Linked DNA regions of Zea mays: region 1 is linked to region 2. The links are chromatin contacts, called in public Hi-C maps. All regions are on one chromosome and are shown on one strand. The core of a region is the stretch at or near the end of the contact, and the rest is flanking DNA. Distances in the headings are between cores, read along the strand shown.

Evidence for each region. A called contact is a pair of places that touch in the nucleus more often than the background predicts.
Region 1: a Hi-C map of root tip shows a contact between it and region 2, with 4 times the contacts expected there. The contact joins the promoter of LOC103639738 here to the promoter of LOC103637981 in region 2. A contact is called at or near these places in 17 of 25 Hi-C or Micro-C datasets (bundle sheath, ear, endosperm and 5 more) and 2 of 3 datasets of contacts at active chromatin or transcription factors (leaf and seedling).

Annotation. Positions count from the first base shown.
Region 1 is chr9:14,596,646-14,601,062 of Zm-B73-REFERENCE-NAM-5.0, reverse strand. It overlaps LOC103639738 (protein POLAR LOCALIZATION DURING ASYMMETRIC DIVISION AND REDISTRIBUTION), which reads right to left and starts at 1,525. Exons shown (of 3, transcript XM_020544230.1): 1 at 855-1,525; 2 at 243-724; 3 at 1-112. The coding sequence starts at 1,260.
Region 2 is chr9:14,399,576-14,404,537 of Zm-B73-REFERENCE-NAM-5.0, reverse strand. LOC103637981 (formin-like protein 6) reads left to right here and starts at 1,612. Exons shown (of 4, transcript XM_008660978.3): 1 at 1,612-2,017. The coding sequence starts at 1,627.

The DNA.
Region 1 (4,417 bases), core at 276-2,775, 200 kb before region 2:
CCACTTCATCATTATCGTCGTGCTTGTCGCAGCCACCGCCGTCGTAGTCCACGCAGCTGCGCGACGCGCTGTCGGGGGCGTCGCCCTTCGTCTTCACCTTCAGCAGCGGCAACTGCCGGCAACGTCAGCCACATCAGCAGCAAGCAAGACGAACACGCGTCGCGTCACACGGACGTACACGTACGGCGTGGTACGTGGTGGCGTACTGCGGTACTGGTGGTGATTTTTCGTTCCGCACGTACCTCGAGTCCTCGCGTCGGGGCGATCCGGCTGTCGCCGCCGTGGCCGTGCACCACCGTACCGCCGCGCCCACGCTGCTGCTGCATGCGGCTCAGCTCGGCCTGGAGCTCCGCCTCCATGAGGTCCATCACCACCGCCGTGCGGGAGCAGTTGGACGCGGCGTCGGCGTCGGCGTCGGCCGCGGGGAACGCGATCGGGTCCTTCACGGCGGTGGTGGTGGCGCTACTGCCGCCGTCGGATTCCTGCGACGTGGCGGGACCAGCGACGGCAGCAGCAGCAGCAGAAGTAGGGTGGCTCGCCGCCTGCTTCTCCTCCTCCTCCCTGTACCGCGACGCTTGCCTGATCTCCGACACCAGGGCCTCCATCTGCGCGCGCAGCTCCACCATCTTGTTCAGCTCCACGGCGCTCTTGGACAGCAGGAGCACCAGGCTCGCGCCCAGGCCCAGGTTCATGGACACCAGCTCCTCCTCGGGCTTCTTCCTCCCTGCGGAATCCGACAAAACTCCAGCATTAGCATCACTGCTCTCGACGTCTCCATAATTCAAGCAAGCGTTCTGAATTCAGCGGGAGGTTTTTAGTGCATATGATGATCCTCCTGCCTCGGAATGCCGAACCTAGCGAACTCCGCGGCGTCTCGAGGGGCAGCTCTGGCAGCGGCGGCGGCGGCGGCTCGACGACCTTAACCCGGGGAGTCTCTCCCTGCTCGGCGCCATCCTTCCGTTCCTCCCTCAGCCCGCCGCCGTACCGCCGCGGCAGCCGCACCCGGCACCCGAACCCTCCTCCCCCGCCACTCCCGCCGTCGCCGCCGCCACGCAGCAGGATACGCGACAGCAGCGACCGCGGCGACGGCTGCGCGTCCACCCCGCTCGCGGTGCGCGCCAGGTGCGCCCGGATGGACGCCGCCGCCGCCGCCGAGGAATTCGCGGCCGCTAGGCGCGGCGGCGGAGGCAGGGGCAGCGACGACGAACCCGCGTCCTCTCTAACCCTCCCTCCCGCTCGACCCCTCACGCAGTTCTCCATTGGAAAAAGCGATGGAACAAACAAGCAAGCAAGCTAAGCTATAGCGCTATGCGCGTGCCTGCCGCCCGCCGAGGAATTCGAATTCTTGGCCACGCCACGCCACGCCCCGTTGCTGCTTTGCTCCTGCATGCATGCGTAACGCCACGTATTTATAGGAGAGGAAGGAGAAGATCGAGGGCGAGGAAGAAGAAAGAAGCTCTCCCGGCCTCTTCCGGAAAGGCGCGCGGCAACTTTGGAGGGAAGTTCGGCAAGTTTAAAAAAAGCGGCGGGGGGAGTGTTAAATGCCGGTACTAATCTAGGCGATGAATGATCTTGGAAGCTTGCTTGGGTTGCGCTAATGGCGCGCTGGCCCCACCGTCGTCCCAGGCCAGGCATGCAATTGGAGGCGCAGGGGAGGGAGGAATTAACTGCGGGGGGCGAGCAACCCATGTTGATGCTGCTGCAGCCTGCGGGGGAAGGGAAGCTGCCGCTGCCGGTACCAGTAACTGCGCTGCGGGCTCTGCCGTGCTGCCATTTTTAACCCTCTGCACGCAAACAATCTCTCGGAATGGAACTGTGAATTCCTGGGTGTTACTGACGGCCGAACCGAGCAGAGCAGAGGTCGGGCAGTGCCAGGGCCAGGGAATTTTCCTTCTGGAGACTGGAGGGTGTGTCCTCATGTCAGCGTCGTCCAGTGCAGTGCAGCGCTGTGCCTGCCTGTGCCTGTGCTACTGCTGCTGGGAGGAGACGGAGCTGCAGCCTTGCAGGGTGCGCCTAGGTCTAGGCTAGGTAGGGCGTAGGCATTTTTCGTTAGGCCGGAACTAGGTGGCGGGGAGACGTCGGATGAAGCATCCGACGGCTGGTATTGAGCCCGGCAAAACGAGTCGTAGTAGGGTAGAAGCTCCGTGCAACTGTGCAAGTGCGTCACCAGCAGCAATACGGGTGGTGTAGCTGTAGCAGCAAGCAGCAGCATTTTCACCACACAGGATAATTTTTTTTTGAAATGCGTCCGTCTCTGACTCTCTGATCTATTATAAAAAAACACTCCACTAATCATGGATGGCGTGGCCTAGGCACCTATATAGCTCAACCTGATCCAAAGACACGCACGATCATGGCCTGGCCTAGTTGGCGAGCAGCGAGTTACTCCTAATTTGTCCAGCCGACCAGTCCATTACATATGGCCACGTCATGCATGACACCATGCATGGCGATTAGAGTCCCGTACCATATACACAAACGCTACCTCGTACTAACTTGCGTGTTAACTGCGGATTCGAATTGAAACGATGAGGAATTAAATGGGAGAGCCACGGGGTTTTTTTTAACTCCCAGCAGCTGGTTAAACCGCCCGCGCTCCGATCCGGATAGAACTGAAGGCTTTGGGCATTGACCGTTGATGATGAGGAGTTCAAATTCAATTCGTCCGTGAACAGTACGTGTAGCTAGGCACCGTATTCCAGTCATCGATCAGCTGCAGGTAACAACGCCGCCAAACCGAACCATGCAGCAGCAACTGGTTCTCGTACACTGTTATTAGGGCGATAAATACTTGTTGTCTGACTGACGAGGACAGACCTTAGGGCATGTACTACAAACTTGTACAACCCAGAGGCTTATTAGGATCGATTTGTAAAGTATAAGAGACGGTTAAGAAATTGCATAATACAACTCAGAGCCTATAAATCATAAATACAGTTAAGACATAATATGTATAGAGAGTGGTGTAGAGACGGGCTCTCCACGAAGAGACTGTCTCTTGATTTATTTATTTATTTATTGCACTTACTACACCCTAGAGACTGTTTAAAAGATGTCTAATTTGAGCGTACTGTGAGCTCAAAAAAAAAGTTACGGTTACACACAGCTCGTTCGTACACTTCTCCGTAACATTCTTGATTTATAGCACTAATAAAACAGGGAAAAGTGAAGTTATTAACTGAAGAGTGGCTTGTTGGGAGACTAGTCTACAAACTACGTACTTAATTGCATTATTAATTGCTGACAGACGATAGCTTTATTTGTTTAAATTACTACGCACTCCAGCAGCCATGCATGCAAGGGCCGGCCGGCTAGCGACGAAGTCGTTATTAGCTAGGGGATTAATTAGAGCTATAGACTGCTTGCGGAGTACTGTATAAAATTACTTCTATACTTCCAAGCAATCGTCATTCTAATTACTTTTACTTTTACTTTTACTTTTACTTCCAAGCAATCGTCATTCTAAGCAAGACGCATTACGTGTGGGAGTTAAAATTTTGAATAAAGAAATAGACACGTACGCGGTGGTATTACCGTGTATTTCTTTTTTTTTTCCTTTTTACAGTATGCATATATGCCTTGCCTGCCAAATGCATGGCACGCCATTCATTCCTAGGCGACGGTACAGAACAGAACCCACATCTCGGCGCAGAACCTACGGTACGCGCGCGCGCGAGTCCGGCGGCCGTATGGCGCGCCGTTCAAAATTTTCCAAAACTCCGATCCGGGATCTATCCATGATCCATGCATGCATGAGATATGCATGAGCCGCCGGCCCGGGGGCTGGACGGAGCCAGTCAGCCAGCAGATAGATACTAGATACTACTACTCATGAATGCTCAGCTCGCTACGTACGTACTACAGTATACGTGCTGACGATGATTGCAATTGCTGCAGGCTCGCGGGATCTTGTCGGCCGGCCGGCCGGCCAGCCACACGAAGAAAGGGAGGGAGGGATTCGTGTGCGTGGCTCCACCACTTCCAACGTGCTTCCTTCCTTCTCGTGTGTGCATGCGTGCGTACGTACGTAAACCCCTCAGCGTACGTACGTGGAGCTAGTAGCTAGCGCGGGCAGCAACGAACGAACACCGCGCGCGTCACGTGCATAGCATGCACTTCAATCGCGCGCGATCGAGAATTTTAATTTCCGCGCGCTATACGAAGGATTTTGAAACCCCCCTCCGGCCGGGCCGGGGATCTCTCCGATCGATCCGGCATATCAATGCTGCGCGCGCGCACCACCCTGCATCATTGATCATCGTCCATCGTCGAGCCGGCCGGCAGGCAATCATGGATGACGACGATGATCACTTCCATCAATGCGCGCGGGAGTCGGGGGCCGGGGGCGGGTACGTAGCTTTGGAAATGACATCAAGTTGTACAGATGGACATGGACGTACGGACTACGGCGGAGGGG
Region 2 (4,962 bases), core at 363-2,862:
GAGTGGCACCGCAGTCGGAGTGGCGCAGGCGGCGCTGTCCTTCTGTCAGACTGGTCAGTGGAGCGGTGGAGTGACGGCGGTCACGTCGGCTCTGCCGGGGGGGGGGGGGGGCGTGTCAGGATAAAGGTGTCAGGCCACCTTTGCGTTAAATGCTCCTGCAACTCGGTCAGTCGGTGTGGCGATTTAGTCAGGGTTGCTTCTGAGCGAAGCCAAGGCCTCGGGCGAGCCGGTGATGTGTCCGCCGTAAAAAGGGGGGCCTCGGGCGAGATGGAAGTCTCTCGAGGTCGGCTGCCCTTGGCCGAGGCTAGGCTCGGGTGAAGCGTGATCGAGTCACTCGTGTGGACTGATCCCTGACTTAATCGTACCCATCAGGCCTTTGCAGCTTTATGCTGATGGGGGTTACCAGCTGAGAATTAGGCGTCTTGAGGGTACCCCTAATTATGGTCCCCGACAAGGGCCTTCTTAAAAAAGGTTGGCCGCGCGGGGACGAGGACGGGGACAGGCGCTCTCTTGGGGCCGCTCGCTTCCCTCACCCGCGTGGACGCTTGTAACCCCCTACTGCAAGCGCACCCGACCTGGGCGCGGGATGAACACGAAGGCCGCGGGATTCCCACCTCTCTCTCGCCGGACTCCGGCCTCCTCGCTCCTTTCCCCCCTTCGCGCTCGCCCACGCGCTCGACCCATCTGGGCTGGGGCACGCGGCACACTCACTCGTCGGCTTAGGGACCCCCCGGTCTCGAAACGCCGACAAAAATGTTGTGGGAACTAAGTGGGTGTTCCGCAACAAACAAGACAAGTTCGAGGTGGTGACAAGAAACAAGACGAAACTTGTGGCAATAGTATATGCCCAAGTCATGTGTTTGGATTTTGAGGAAACTTTTGCTCTTATAACTATACTTGAGTCTATTCGCATACTATTAGTCTATGATGCTCATCATTGCTTTAAGCTTTATCAAATGAGCGTAAAGAGAGTTTGCAACCCCCTTTGAATTTGAGTTAGTAAATGTAGGGATGAAATTGAGTTTTGTAGTGAGTTTATAAATTTAAGGATCTATTTTACATAACTGTTAGAGAAGGCTTTTCAAGGCTTTTCCCCCGAAAACTTCTTAAATTTATATCTAGGGAGTTATTTACATAACTATTAGGGCTAGTTTGAAAACTATAAACCCGGAGAGGATTGGAGTGGCTATATTCCCCTTCTTATTCAATTTGAATAAGAAGGGGAATTTAGCCCCTCCAATCCCCTCCGGTTTTGTGATTGCCAAACTAGCCCTTAGAGATGCTTTTAGCTGTCTTACATCTACAATTACGGAACATTAGACCGTCTCACAAAAGAAGTAGCAACCTGTAGCGACAGCACAAAAAAAAATCACAGCCGAACGGCTTGATATAGTTTTATAGTCGGGAGGATAAAGTAGATAACTATTAATAAGTATCATACAAGAAGAAAATGGAGAAAAGAAAAAAACGATGAAAATACACAAGGAGATAAATGAAGGTGTTTGAATTTAAGATGAAAGAAGAATAATAAAATGCAATCAAAGTTCAAATTTTGAAACACGGTTCCAACTTTTGCTCTCTCTTTTTCAGAAGGGTAGGAAGCAGCCAGCCCGGGCCCGTTCCACGATGGAACCATTCGTCGCCGCGCAGGGGCTCGTGATCGTGCTACAGCGGTCGCACGCACGCGCCTACGACGACCCGTTAAACAAACCAAACGTCCAAACCACCAAAAACCTCCGAGAAAACAAATCCACCGGCGCGGAGTTGCCCTCCTTGCTGCCACCAGCACCACCTCCATCCGTCCCTCCTCCCCGATATATCGCCACCACCGGCTCTACTGCTCGTAACGTCTCCTCCCTGCCCGACTCCTCCTCCCCCACAAGGTTCGGCTACCCGGCGGGGCGGCGCGTTCTCTGTCCGGTTCCTGCGTCGGCGGCCGGGCGGATGTCCCTGTTCCGGCGGCTGTTTTACCGGCGGCCGCCCGATGGGCTCGTCGAGATCTCCGGCAACATCCTCGGTGCGTTCGCTTTCTTGGCCCAGTACTCGGTAATCTTGCTATTTTAGCTGGGTGCGTTTGTGCGAACCTGCTCGCTCGCGCTGGGCTTCTTTGTTGGACCTGTTCGTCGGGGGTTTCTTGGAAGTAACGCGTCCCGCGGCACCGAGAATCTTGCCCATACGACTCACTCGTACGCGCCGCTTCTCGCTTTACTCCCCATTTCTCGAGGGGTGGAGGGGGTGAATTATATTACGAAAACAAAGGGAAGGTGAGTTCGTGTTGATCTCGAGGCGCAGATTTGCTTGCACTTGCAGAGTGGGATAGCTTTGCCCAGACTTTGCGGCTTTGTGCCGGTGGGTTGGGTTTGTGTGTTGACTTCACGAAGGGTGCGGAAAGGCGATTCCTTAGTTGTTTCTAGATTATGAGCTTGACCAAAATAGGGACACGGGATTGACCCAGCGTAGTAGTTGGCTATCACGTTGCCAGTGTCTTTTTTTTTTTCAAAAAATAATAATAATGAAGTATCACGTCTTCGTTTTGGAGAGCGACTGTTTCCATTGTGGTGTTATTGTTTCTCGCTGTTAAGGGGATCTAGCATATAATATGACACAAATTTAATTTATTCATGCCTCGAGCATGGAATGGGATGCATCTTCTGATTTTTCAATTGGAGAATGGATGCGATCAGATGTACATTTGTTCATATATACATATATGGGAAATGGCAATCTTCAAAGCTTGAAGATCTCATGTTCAATGTTTTGGACATTGCGTAGCTTTTGACCTATTGATAGACAACACTTAGTTTAGAACGAGAAAATCAGATTTAATGACCTATAGTAGTGACAAAACTATAATCAATTTGACTTTATCCTCACAAGAGGAGAGGATAAACGAGTATGCTTGGATTGCAAGGTACCTGCTTGGATAGCAAGGTGGTACTTCAAGAGTATGTTGTCTCTCAACATAAGCTTGTGGTGGCAGTCTTTCGTTTTCAGGTGCGTGCCCGCAGTGATAAACAAGCCAAGATTACGAGAACAAAGTGGTGGAAACTGAAATGAGAGACATCAAAAGTCTTCAAGGAAAGAGCTGTCAAAGATGGCACTTGGAAGGATCAAGATGACACAAACAACATATGGAAGAAGATGACAACCTGCATTCAGAAGGTGGTCTCAAAGGTGCGTGGAGCAACCAAAAAGAGTGAAGTCGAAGCTAAAGATAGTCGATGGTGGAACGAGAAAGTCTAAAGGGATATTAAGGATAATAAATGATGTCGTAGACATTTGTACCTAGGGGTGGACCCAAGACAAAATATGACTGAGGGCATACTTGTAAGGACGAACACCAAAATACCAGAGCAGGGGCATTTAAATTGGACTGAGCAGGGGACCTCATGGTGAAAATCTAGACTCTAGTACTTAGAACAAAGAAATGAGCAGGGCATGTGCCCTCACTCGACCCTACTTGGGTCCGCCCTTGTTTTTGTACCATGACATGAGTATGTACAACGTAGAGAAGTACAAGTTAGCAAAGAAGACTGTAAAGTAAGCTGTAAGTGTGGCAAATGGTTGAGTACGAAGGAAGGAGAGAATGATATATATAGGATGGCTAGGGTTCGTGAGAGGAAGATAAGAGACTTCAACCAAGTTAAATGCATTAAGAATAAAACAGAGCATCTCTTAGTGAAGGAGTATGAGATCAGACATAGATGGCGAGAATATTTTGACAAATTATTCAATGGGGAGATTAAGGACGCAACCTTTCAGTTGAATGGCCCTTTTGATGACACCAATAGGCGCTTTATGTGTAGGATCCAAGAATCTGAGGTTAGAGAAGCATTGAAAAGGATGAAACAGGTACGACGATGGGCCCTGATGGTATCCCATTTGAGGCATGGAGATGCATCGGGGACATAGCCATAGTGGGCCTGTTTGTTTCGGCTTTTGGTCAGATTTTGGTCGTCAGAATCATCTTCTAGTAGTCAAATGTTTGTTTCTCGGTCTGCTTCTGTGAGAATCGTCCAAATCAACGTGAATGTATAATTCGCCGAGTCGTCGCGGCAGGATAAATCCCCTTCATCTTCCGCACGCAAGCCCCGTGATATCTAGATTCTCGTAACAGCTAGATTATCCAGGAATTCAAATTCTCAAAAAAGGTCTTCAGAAAAAAGTTGTCCCAAACATGCCCTATGCCTAACCAAGTTATCCAACCATATCTTCCGGTCAAAAAAGATGCCTAACTAGTGGAAGAGAAGTATATTGATACCAATCTACAAGAATAAGAGAGATATTCAAAGTTGGACTAATTACTGGAGAACTAAGTTGGTAAGCCATACTATGAAGATACGAGAGAGAGTTATCGAGCATGGTTTGAGAGAAATATCAATGATCTCTATGCACCAATTTGGTTTCATACCCGTAAGGTGAACCATGAAAGTCAGTTTCTTAATAAGACAAGTGATGGAGCAATATAGGGAGCAGAAGAGGATTTACACATGGTTTTCATTGACTTGGATAAGGCTTATGACAAAATACCAATGAATGTTACGTGGTGGTCTTTGGACAAACATAAAGTTCTAACGAAGTACGTTAGACTCATTAAATACATGTACAACAATCTTGCGACTAGTGTTCGAATAAGTGATGGAGACACGAACGACTTTCCGATTTTAATAGGACTATATTAAGGATCAGTTTTGAACCCCTGTCTCTTTGTGATGGATGAGGTCACAAAGGACATACAAGGGGATATCCCTTTGTGCATGCTTTTTTTGCGGACGATGTAGTGCTAGTTGAAGAAAGTCGGACATGATTAAATAGGAAAATAGAGTTGTGGTTGGAGACTCTTGAGTTCCAAAGGTTTTAGACTCAGTAGAACTAAAACCAAATATATGAGATGTGGTGTCGGCTCTACTACACATGAGGAATGAGATGTTAGTTTGGAAGGTCAAGTAGTGCCTAGTAAGG